Linked DNA regions of Arachis hypogaea: region 1 is linked to region 2. A link is a contact called in public Hi-C data. All regions are on one chromosome and are shown on one strand. The core of a region is the stretch at or near the end of the contact, and the rest is flanking DNA. Distances in the headings are between cores, read along the strand shown.

Region 1 (6,061 bases), core at 2,936-5,435, 320 kb after region 2:
GCCAACCTGTATAGGCAGTTTTACATGATCATGCACATCTGTCCCATCAGCAACTGTCTTCAACTGAGCATCCTGAATTTTGTCCGCCACTTCCTCTAAACATATCCCGGATGATTTCTTTTGTAATTCAGCAAGGTGTTTTTGTTTGGCTTCATTTTCTATCCTACGCTGAAATTCTAAAGTTTCCTCAAGCTTTTTTTCCTCCTCTTCTAGCTCTATTTTCCGTCTATATTCCTCTTCCTGTTGTTCCAAGTAATTATCATTCATGGAAACAAGCTCAGGATCTTGAAAGTAACTATCAGGTGCAACAGTATTGGAACTGCAGCCAAAGCACAACAAAAACATCATTAAGTGTTACATTGTCTCAAATTCAAGTTATAATTTCTGTTATTGTAAATAACTGGTGAAAATAAGGTTTAGAAACATATACTCACTCAGGACTGCTAGCTTGCAGCGATAGCTCCTCATGACCACTTGAAGCCTGCAAGAAATAGATATTTTTTTATCAGTTTTCATAGAACATTGCACAATATCCGAGCAATTTCACCATGCATGATAAGGACCTTCAGATCTTTTGTTTTTCTGTGATCTTTAGTCTTCTTCTTATCTTTGGTCTTATCCACATTTCTTGTGTTCTCACTTCCCCCTTTAGCCTTCTTAGCATCACGTGCAAGTTCAGCCAAGAATGCTTCCCTCGCAGCATCAGACTTCTCTACTGCATCCTTCTCAGCAAATTCTTCTAAACGTGCCTAAAAGATCAAGCAAAGGAACATATGATTAAATGAAAAACGAGGAAACATCACACACAGTATTTTAAATACCAACCCTTAGGTATGACTTCACTAGAGGCAATAATATAGCCCGATAATCATAAGCGGAAAGAGGCCCAAGCTTGAGTTCCAATTGTTGCATCTCAGCAATATTTCTAATGATTCGAGCATCAATTTTGCTAAGCTGCAAAGGAAACTAAATGAGTTAGAACATCAGGGTAAAAGTCCATACTTGCTGTCATTTTAGTGGACATGTTATAAGAATCAACAAGCTGACCTCTATAGACAAGTGCTCTTTCAGTTTCTGAATAGCAATTTCTATACAACCATCCATTTGATGCAAGTAGTCTTTCATTCTCCATTCTTCTTCTTCACCAGATTCCAAGTCACATAACTGAGCAGTTACACCAGCATAAGTTTCTTCATATCCAAATTGATTAACATTCATTGATTCTGCTTCTTGCAAAACATTTGATATGGCATCCAACTCAAACCTATTGCCGACATTCATCACATCATTCTCACTTTCAATGAGCTCTTCTCTTCGTTTTCTTAAGACAGACTCATAGCTTTGCTGGACAAAGTCACCAACAATTTCCCTCTTCTTTCCCTCTTCAAGACAAAGATCCTCTACTGTCTGCAGTGCTTCTTCATAACTCATTCGGTCAGACTTCTTCTCACATAGGGTCTGTAGTTGATAAAACTCCTTATCAAGCATCTTGATAATTTCTGTTCCTTGGTGTTTATTATCTTCTTTGGTTCGCATCCATGATGTCAATTGATCCCCTATAGCTGAACCTGAATATATCCAGGATAGAAAATCATCATTATCGCTTGAAATACCATCATGAGAACTTTGGGCAGTCATATTATCCAATACAGTCCCCTGAGCAGCATCAAATGTGACTTGTGTCACCAGTAAACACTCATCCAGAAGGAGGCATGATGCATCTCCATTGAGAACAATATTCTCTTTGATCTCAGGACCTTGATTGATATCATGAAACTCATTCATGAGACCATTACCTTTATCACCATATCTACCCAATCCGCATGCATGAGATAGCTCTTGAAGAAATTGGAGAATTTTCTTAAGCTGTGAAGCCCCCAGAAAGCATATGCACATTGGCGTTTGATCGACACCATGATTTAGAAATTGAGAACCAGCAGCAAGACCCTGAATCTCACCCATAGTAAATTGTATAACCTTGCTAAGGTGACTAGCAGCAAGATATTTATGCTTAATAAGCATCTCAAATACTGCATGAATTTTCTCCAGAAGTTTTGCGCGCTCAGAATCATCAGATACTGGCCAACTGTCAGCGAAAGGATGTGACATAGATAATTGGTTTTCAACGCCTTCTCTCACATTACTTGCAACAGCTTTACAATAGTTATTGCTTTCTGTTGTACAGTTATGAAGACTGTATTCCAAACCTTCTTTCTCATGGTAAGGATCAGTTGCATCGTTAATACAGTCATAGTAGTCCTGTGTATGATGATCGAAGTACGAATCCTCAACTAATGATGAACCTTTGAATTTCATTCTACTCTCAAGCATTTTAACTGCAGCAGAAACATCCAGCGGCTTCCAAGAACAATTATGAATCATATCAATCCACTCACTGTCAACATTATGGGGCAGATGCCCCTGCAAATTCGGCGAGAGCATACCCATGTGCGCCTGCGCAAGATGTTGGCTGTGAGACTCGTCATCGTTAAATTTCTCATCACAATGGCAGCAAACCCAGAATTTCCATGTCTTATTGGCCTCAGCATACGACACAGCCTCCGCCAAAAGATCAATAGGCAAAGTATCCTTCGAAGACCCAAAGTGTGACCTAAGATCAGAAACCCTAACCCTAAGCATGTCCTTCTTCATTTCCACACTCATCGAACTCCAGTAAGATTGCACCCATTTCCTCCTCTCCGCAGTAGACCCATTCTTCTTCGAATTCCCATGCCTCCTCCTACTCTGACCAGCCGCTGAGGATGAATCCAACCCCCTCTCATCCTTATCTACTTCGTTCGGAGATTGGGGCGACTCAGACTTCTGCTGCAACAGCCTCGCAGCGGCGACTCTCACTTCAATCTCCTTCCTCCTCTCTTCCGGCGTCTTCGTCACTTTCTTGATCTCGTTAGGCCTTCGAGTCTGAACCAGTCTCAGCTCCATAGGGTCCTCCGTCGGCCTCCGAATCGGAATCAGCCGAAATCTCTCCTCGCCGTTGCTCAGATTCTTCACCCAGCTCGACAGCGAAGCGATGTTCGACTTCTGAATCAGCTGCCGCAGCTCGTTTTGCACATGCGAAACACGTGCCTCGGGAGTCGACAACTTCTGATCACTCTCATCCTGGAAGCTCTCCTTCCCTGGATCGCTAGGGTTCTCTATCGCCAGCGCCCTCTCGCACTCCTGTACTACCTCCTCATAATCCTTCCCGTCGTTCGCGACCTCGAGCATCAAATTGGCGTAGAAGTGCGCGTACTCGACCGAATTAGGGCACAGCTCGACGGCCTTGCGAGCCGAATCGACGGCGTTCTTCACGTGCCGTTGCTTCGCGGTAGGGTCGTTCAAGATTCCGGCGACCTTAAAGGCGACGAATCCCTGGACGCGGTGCGCGAATGCGGAGTGAGCAGCGTTCTCTTGCTTCCCGCATAGCTCCTTCATGAGCTTCAGTGCTCTGTTGTGGTTCCCGCGCCGGAACGCCGTTAGGGCACGCTCACACTCGAGCTTGATCGCGGTGTAATCGGAGGAAGGACCATCGGATTGAGGCGGAGGAGGCGGCGGCGGTGGCGGAGGAGGAAACTCGATCCCGTTAGGGTTCTGAACGCCGTTATTGGTTTTGCTGTTGTGATCGGGAACATTGCCTGAGTCTTGTTTCTCCGGCGATGCGGTACCGTCGCCGACGACGGCGAATTGCGCCGCCGGAGAAGTCGCCGGCGAATGTTTGGACCGCGGAGCCGAATTTCGCTTCTTGTGTCCCATTAATTAAGTTAAGGACTTAGGGTCTGTGTTTCTAGAGAGAGAAAGTGTGCAGAATATAAATAAATATATATAGAGATGTGAAGAAATAGGAGAAAGAAGCGGTTGCCGGCGACAGTTACAGAATGATTTAGAAGAAGAATCTAGAAGGTTAGGTTAAAGCAAAGTGTGATAATGGGAAAACATAATGATAAAGGGAAATCAAATTAGAGAGAGGCACTTCGGTCACAGAGAGAGGAGAAAAGAACAGCTACCCAAAGAAGATGGGTGAGGGAAGCTCAGCGAGTGTGTGTGTGAGGAGAAATTATATTATGGCTGAAAGCATTCATTAAAAAATTTTAGAGCGTGGTTGATTTGTGTTTTTATTTTTAATTTTTATTTTTAATATTTTATATTTTTAATTTTTGTGAAGTAAAAAATAAAAATAAGAGGTAAAAATAAATAATAGAATATTGTTTTTATTTTTTTTATTTTTTTATAAAATTTAAAAAACAAAAAATATTAAAAATGAAAATGTAAAATAAATGTATTTATATATTTTTAAATTAAATTTTTTTGCCTTATATATTACACAATATATCTATTTACATTTTACACACATACTTTTACTATTAACATGAATTTTATATTTCTCATTGAGAATCCAAACTTGGATACAATTTTCAGTGAGGCAAGTGATGCTGCTGTTGATCCAAAACCTCGGCTGCAAATTCAATTTTCCTTTTTAAAAGTGGCGTAATCAAGTTTAATCGCCATTTCCTTTTGATCTTTGTGTACCGCGGTACCATCTTTTTTTTATTATTATAAGGGAACGGGCCTGGCTCAAGAGTCAAGAGCCCCTTCGACATGACCGAGGCCCTAAATTTTGAACTAATGCTAAAAATTCAGTTTAGATAAACAACTTAATTAAGTTATTTTTGAAAAAATAGTTTAAATAATAAATATTTATATTAAAAGTAGTTTATAAATAAATTATTTTGTATTTGGTTTTTTAGTTTTAAAAGTACTTATTTTAAGAGAAAAGTGATAAAAAACTTTTTATTACGAGAGAAGTCATTTTATTTTAAAAATTGTACTAGACATTAATAATACACCTTTTCATAAGTTAAAAGTTAAAAAAATCATTTATGAACCTATTCAAACGAGTCCTTAGCTAAAGACGGGTACTTTCTTAGGCCTAATTTGAATAAACAACTTAATCAAGTTATTTTTGAAGAAATAGCTTAAATAATAAATACTTATGTTAAAAGTAGTTTATAAATAAGTTATTTTGTGTTTGGTTTTTTAGTTCTAAAAATACTTATTTTAAGAGAAAAATGATAAAAAACTTTTTATTATGAGAGAAGTCATTTTTTTAACTTCTCCTTAAACACTAAAATAATTTTTTAGAAAGTTACAATTTTACTTTAAAAATTATACCAAATATTAATACTTCACATTTCCATAAATTAAAAGTAAAAAAAAAAAAGTCACTTATAAATCTATTCAAACGGTCCTCAGTCTTTTCTTTATTTTATCTATCATTTATTAATTTATTAATTATTATTAGCTATTATCAATTTCTAACTATTGCTATTCGGGTCAAATATCTCTATCAGGGAATATCAAAGAATATGCCATTTGCCATAAGCCTGTTAAATTGGATAATAATATTTTCTAATTATTTTATTTATGTAAATTGCTCCTCTTAAAAGTAAATAAATACTAAATATCATTAATTCATTATTAAGGGGATGGGTGACGGCGATAAAATTTTATATAGCATAAAAGTAAAATCATTTATATTATCTGTTAATCAATTATTACTTGTTTTTCAAATTATCAAAATGAGTTATATATTATAATTTATATTATTTTTAATTTGATTTAATAATGATTATAAAATCCGAATAACTTTAATCAGTGAATAAAATGATCAAGCTCTTCTGAGTTTTAGAATACTTCAAAATTCCATACCTTGTTTAAGTTATTCGCCAAATCACCTCAAATTTAATTATTCGAATAAAGTATTGTTTTTGTCTCCAACGTTTTGGGTAAATTCTATTTGTGTCCTTAATGTTTAAATCGTCCTATTTGTATCCCTAACGTTTGTAAAAGTGATTCAATGTTATCTTGTTGTTGATTACACATCATGAGCGATTTAGTTTGAGTTTTAAAAATCTTTTCTTGAAGTTAGAATACAAATGTTTGGGATAGAATCGATGATCTACTCCAAAAAATAGCTCAACAAATGTTGAAAATAATTCCTACAACATTTACATAATTCACTTTTCTAGGGACATAATTGAATCTAAACACAAATAGTGAGTAT
Region 2 (6,054 bases), core at 2,752-5,251:
CATGCTGACCCTTCATTCTTGTTAACCTCCGAATGGTTGTATCCAAGTATTGGCATAATTGGATTTATGGAGTCTTTGGAGGTATTGCCTCCAGGTGATTCATTAGGGGTGAATGGATAGGGACCCTCATAAACACGCCAGCCATAGTTTCCACCTTTTGTGATGAGATCCACTTCCTCATAAAGATCCTGCAAATATCACTGATGTAATTCACAACATTCCTCAGGTTGTTATTGTGATTATCTTTCAATTTTTATACAAGTACAGAGTCATCAAGACAATAGACTTGTGCTTTCTTGAATGCTCTTTTTCTTGGTGCACGCATCAATAATACGTAGAAATTCTGTATGGAATTTAATAAATATAAACTAGACATGTAAACTTGACTAAAGAAAGAGAAAAACCACACTTTAAAAATTAGTTGTGAGAGAAAAGAACTACTCTCCTTAAAAACAACATCATGTATTCCATAATACCCGAAGTGAGACTTTGGGCACCCTATAATACCCAAGTTCCTAACAATACACCGTCCCTGTAAAGCCGACGTCCACAATGACTTCCCTTTATCAACACTGACCCAGCGATAGCCACTTCACTACCAGTTATGACATTCACCTTAGTCCTGCTTATAAGTAGCCCTTTCCATGGCTGACAACCAAGGCTTGGATACCACTATTAAGTATCTAAGGGAAGTAGAAAACCACCCTTTAAAAGCTAGCTATTAGGGAAAAAGAATCCCTCTCCTTAAATACAATATCAAGCATTCCATATTACCGGATTTGAGACTTGGAGCACCCCATAATACCCAAGTCCCTAACATCCTTCTAAGGTGAAGAATTCATATACCTGTCCAGCATCTCCACAGAAAAAGTAGGAAGGTCTTTCTGAATCAAAACTGCATCGCCATGGAGTTTTTAATCCCAAGGCCCATATTTCAGCCTGTGAACCATTGTCTTGGCTGAATGGATTGTCCTTAGGAATGGAATAGCTACCCCAAAGACCTTGTTTGCTAATTTCGGCTGCACCTGAAAGATAACAATAGATGCTTATCAAGAGTGGGGAAAAAAACTATAATTTTTTATGCACTGAGATTGTATGACTTGAGTAGCGAGTGCTCAAGTTGAACACTTTAGCTAACAACAATCATGACAATACAAGATTGAAATGTCTGTATAAAACTTTTTACAATATCAAGACATATAATTTAACACCTGTATATGGTTAACTAGGGACGGATTACTTAGTTCTGCTACAAGTTTCCTTACAAACCAATCCATTACATTAGGATATCAATGGAGTTAACTCTCACTTGGGATGTTGTCTATATCAAGCCTCATAATCTTCCCAAGCAATGATTTCTTGTTTTGAGCAAAGTTGTATGGATCACCAGTGCCTGAACCATCTCCCATCATGAAGTACAAGTACCCATCATTAGGTCCAAAGAGAATCTGACCTCCATTCTCAGTATTAGAAGGCAACCCCATGGTAAATATCCTTCTCACCTCTGTTGGTTTAGCACTTACAGCCTGAAAATTCAATAACATCTTAATACTTTAATTTAGTCCTATTAATCATGACATTGCATTAAATGAATAATTCTTGGAAGCTCATGGAGGAAATGACCACTAAAACTCTTATCTGTTTTGACATTTTCTTATTAATTATCGGCACATTACATAACACGCTGCATAAACACCTAAGAATTTCTCAAATTAAACTCATTATAGAAACTACTTTTGTGTGTGTAGAGATCAGTACCGATGAAGGCTGAGACGCGGTACCATTAGCAGTATATTCAGCAACAACAGCTTGGTATTGGCAGGGTTGTGCACCACTACTACCTGTGCCTATCTTTGAAGGATCACAATTAACATTTGAGTTACAAGAACATATTCCATTACAACCAGACCACTTATCTTTGTCACAGGTGAATGAGGCGAAGAACCGGCCATTTTCTGCGAATTTCGGATGGAATGCCATTCCCATCATTCCAAGTTTAGCATCACTATAAACCATATCAGTTAGATCAACAAAGGGACTTGACTCATCAAGCTGCAATTTTCCTCCTGATCCATCAGCAGGAATAGTTGCTAACCAAACTTGTCCCTTCTGATTCGAGAAGAATGCACGGTTCGTGCCATCTGGATGAGCAACCATGTTGAGATAGGATCCATTGCCAATTTTTTCAAGGCACAAGCCATGTGGAGGACTAATAGGAGCTTCTGAGTCAGTGTTCTTTAATGCAACAGGTTCTCCTTCAAAGCATACAGATTCACTAGTGGAGGATCCACCAAATGCAGTACAAAAATCTGTTTTCGACTGCCATTGATCTGTGAGTTTACTTGGATTGCTTTTAGATGGTGTTCTCCCTGCTTGGCCTTGTAATGAAGGCGAAAATGGCGAGTTCTTTATTGACACAGATTGACATGATTCCCATACTTGAGAGCAGAAGTCTTCCACTGCTACTGCCTTTGACTGGGAGGAATTGGATGCAATGGTGGAATTGCAGAGCAAGGGAACTGATCGGGGCGTCGATTGAACTGTAAACAGCTCGGCCGAATACGGATCACACCTCTAAAAAAAATAAATTAAGTTACAATGAAAGGAACTGCATAGAGACAAGTTATGAGTTTACAGGACAAAGAACTTCTAACATTGAAAATTATGCAAATAATCCACAAAGAAATAGTTTGTTCCTAGACTTTTGAAAACTATGCTTCATCTATGTTGAGGAATTGAGCGAGGCTTGAGACTCAAAACTTTCAAATATGAACATGTGAGTATGTGACTAGATAAATATTTAATTATTTTATGGCATAAAGTATGGAATAAAATTGGTCACTATTACTGGTTAGTCAACAAATTACTTGCAATATGCAGATTTTTCAAGCAATCAAATTTTCAAGATTCATAAAGAGATAACATTATTATCTTAAATCTTAATGGCATAACTCAACCAAGTGTAACCCATTAACTAAGGGGAAAAGATTTTGTTACTTCTTCACTTCTCTGGTTCCTTTTTCATAGACACCTCAACTTTACCGCACAATTGTTGGTGTTGGGAAGAACAGAACCTTACCGCACAAAGTATCGATTTCAGAGCTGAGGCACAGGTAGTATCAGAGATGTTCATAAGCTGGAATTGTTTCTGAATTTGTGTATCTTCTGTGGAGTTGCAGCAAGTGCTTCCATTGTAAGGACAAAATTCAAGTGTGCTATTGAGGATGAAAGGTGCACCTACACCAAACAAAAACAATATTAAGAAAAACAAAAGCATATGCATACGAAAAAATGGCAAAAGAAGGAAGGACGAACATACTTGAGTCAACGCATAAAGGAAGTGAAGTTGATGAATCCAAAAACAGTAAGAAGCAACAAAAGATAAAGTTGATGGAAATTAGAACACCCTTCATGATACCAAACCAGTTGAAACTGAAAGCTAAAACTACAAGATCGAAGAATATCAAATCTAATTCAACTTTAACATTGTTTAACTCTAAGGAGCATTAGTAGTAGTAGGAGTGGTAGGGTTGAAAACATTATTCTACCCAAAAATAAAAATAAAAATAAAACAGCTTTCTGAAAGTGTTGAATTTTCTTCCTTCTGCTCTCTGTGTGTCTGTCTCTTTCTTTGGACTTTGAAATCTTCTTCTAAATCAGTCACTTTGTCTCTTCTTTTTTTGTTTTGTTCAAGCATCAACTTTCACAGTCACATGAAAGCTACTTGAAAAAAGACGGTCAAAAAACACTCGCCTCAATTTTCAGAGTAGTTGTTGCGTTCATTTATTTTAGGCTTGTAGGCTATGGCTTCATAATTCATATTCATCATAAATAAAATCATCAAATATATAATCATGGCAGTTGAAGATGATGATGATAAAGGCATCAAGTTGGAGATGTCTATGGGCAGCAGTTGACTTTTTTATCTGCCTCAATGAAAATAAAGCCAGCATCTAGAAAACAATTTGGGGGTGCTTGTCCATCTTGGTTGTTGCTTGGTTCATTGTGGGGTATATATATATATATTTAAGCTTAATTAGCAGTCAACTTCTTTTGGTCAATATCAATTAATTTTTAAATTATTTTTATTTTAAATTCTAAATCTTTTAAAATTAGGGGTAAAAATAATTTTATAATAAAAAATTTACTAGTATTAACTAATTAAAAGTTAATTTTTTATATTTATTTGATATTATTTTACTTGTAGACACTAAAAAAGAGATCATTTATTAACTCAATTAAGGATAAACCGATAACCCAATAGAAAAGCATGTTGTACATTTTGCTAGGTAATTTGTTGGATAGTTTTATTGTACCATTTGAATTTTACCAAACTAATTTAATTTTTTATAAATGTCGATTTAATTTTATTTCTTATAAATGTTCGAATCATGATAAATAAAAAAATAATTTTGATCGTTCAATTACATTCGTTTTATTTATCGACGATTTATACTATTAATGTAACATTACGTAATTAAATGTACATGTAAAATTATTTTAAATTAAATATGTAATTAAATAAAATTAAAAGTAATGACCCAAATCAGTTTATGAGATTTTTAAAATTTGGACATTTTAGTCTTTCAAATTTTAAAATAGACAAAATAATCTCCAACATTTATTTTTGTTAGATAATACAATTTTTCTCTATTTGTTATTAGCGGTGATTACTGATCATAAAATGTTTATTCGCACACGTGGCCGTTAAGTGTCCATGTGTGCAATCTAGACAAATCAGTCCTGAGAATGAAGTATAAAACAGTTTCATAAAGTTTAAAAAATTTCGAAATAGTCTCCAAAAAATTAAAAAAATCTTAAAATAGTCCCTAAAAAAAATTTTAAAATCTAAAATACTCCCTTTGAATTATTTATGTATAATTATTTTTTAATTGATAAATTTTAATTTCTAAAATTTTTTATCTATTTATCTCTAATTTGATTATTCATATATACAAAAAAAATTATACATTTTCAAATCCTAAATTATAAATTAATTTTAAAGTTTTTCAAAAGATTAATTTAAAATAATTAAATAAACTCATCTTTATTTTTAATCATGTAAAATATTAATTTAATTGCAAGTACCATATTCTATGATCATTCTTTAATAATGAAGAACATAATGAGTTTGTGAAAATTTTTTACTTAACATAAAAATTTTCATATAAATAATTGAGAATATTTGTGCAAATGCTTATGAAGGTAATACTTTGAAACTTGCATGCAATGCAAACTAAGTCACCTATGAATGATGATTTACAAAATCTCAATACAATGTGAAAACTTCTAATACTTGTAACACTTGAAGAAGAAATGTCTCGACCAATTTAAGTATTTTGTTTATGTTTTTTTTTTTTTAAAGTTTTGAAATCTACTAGTTATAAAGTTGCATAAAATAGACTTGCAGTTAAAAATGTGCTACTACAATTAATTGTTATATAAAAAATAAATTTTTTCACTTGTAAATATTTTTTTCTAAAATTATTTAGTGTCAATATCTTAGGAGTTTAGGTATATAAATAATGACCTTTATAATGCAACAACTTCTTAGATTTAGTTGTTATTATTATGGTTTTTACATCACCTAAATATAGGTATCATATATTAATGATTAAATAATGTTATTTTTTATGATATTTTGGAGTTAATGAATAAAATTATCTTTTAGTTTAAATTATGTTATTTTTTGTATTTTTTATTTATTATATATATTTTCAATAATATTTTATTATTTTAATTAATAAAAATATTATAAGGCATTTATTTTTGAAAAAAAATTAAAAATATTCAAAAAAATGTTTTAAAATTTTACAGGATTGTTTTGAGATTTTTCAAATTTTTTAGAGACTATTTCGTGCTTTACTTTGGAAACTGATTTGTCCAACTTACACACGTGAACACTTAACGGCCACGTGTGCGAATTAACGAAAATAAATGTTGGGACTGATTTGTGTATTTTAAACTTTGAGAAACTAAAGTAATCGATTTCAAAAATTTCAGGGATTAATTTGGGTAATTACTAATTACTCTTAAATTAAAAAAAATTGTATT

What was found. Hi-C and Micro-C count contacts between places; a contact is called where the count stands out from the background.
Region 1: a contact with region 2 is called in a Hi-C map of leaf, with 2.6 times the contacts expected there. The contact joins the promoter of LOC112722437 here to the promoter of LOC112722434 in region 2. A contact is called at or near these places in 2 of 8 Hi-C or Micro-C datasets (both in leaf).

What each region holds. Positions count from the first base shown.
Region 1 is chr11:118,680,848-118,686,908 of arahy.Tifrunner.gnm2.J5K5, forward strand. It overlaps LOC112722437, which reads right to left and starts at 4,186. Exons shown (of 15, transcript XM_072207110.1): 1 at 1,048-4,186; 2 at 826-954; 3 at 564-749; 4 at 435-481; 5 at 7-319. The coding sequence starts at 3,753.
Region 2 is chr11:118,358,699-118,364,752 of arahy.Tifrunner.gnm2.J5K5, forward strand. LOC112722434 (HIPL1 protein) reads right to left here and starts at 4,002. Exons shown (of 7, transcript XM_025773446.3): 1 at 3,320-4,002; 2 at 3,080-3,237; 3 at 1,759-2,574; 4 at 1,310-1,526; 5 at 847-1,025; 6 at 1-188. The coding sequence starts at 3,413.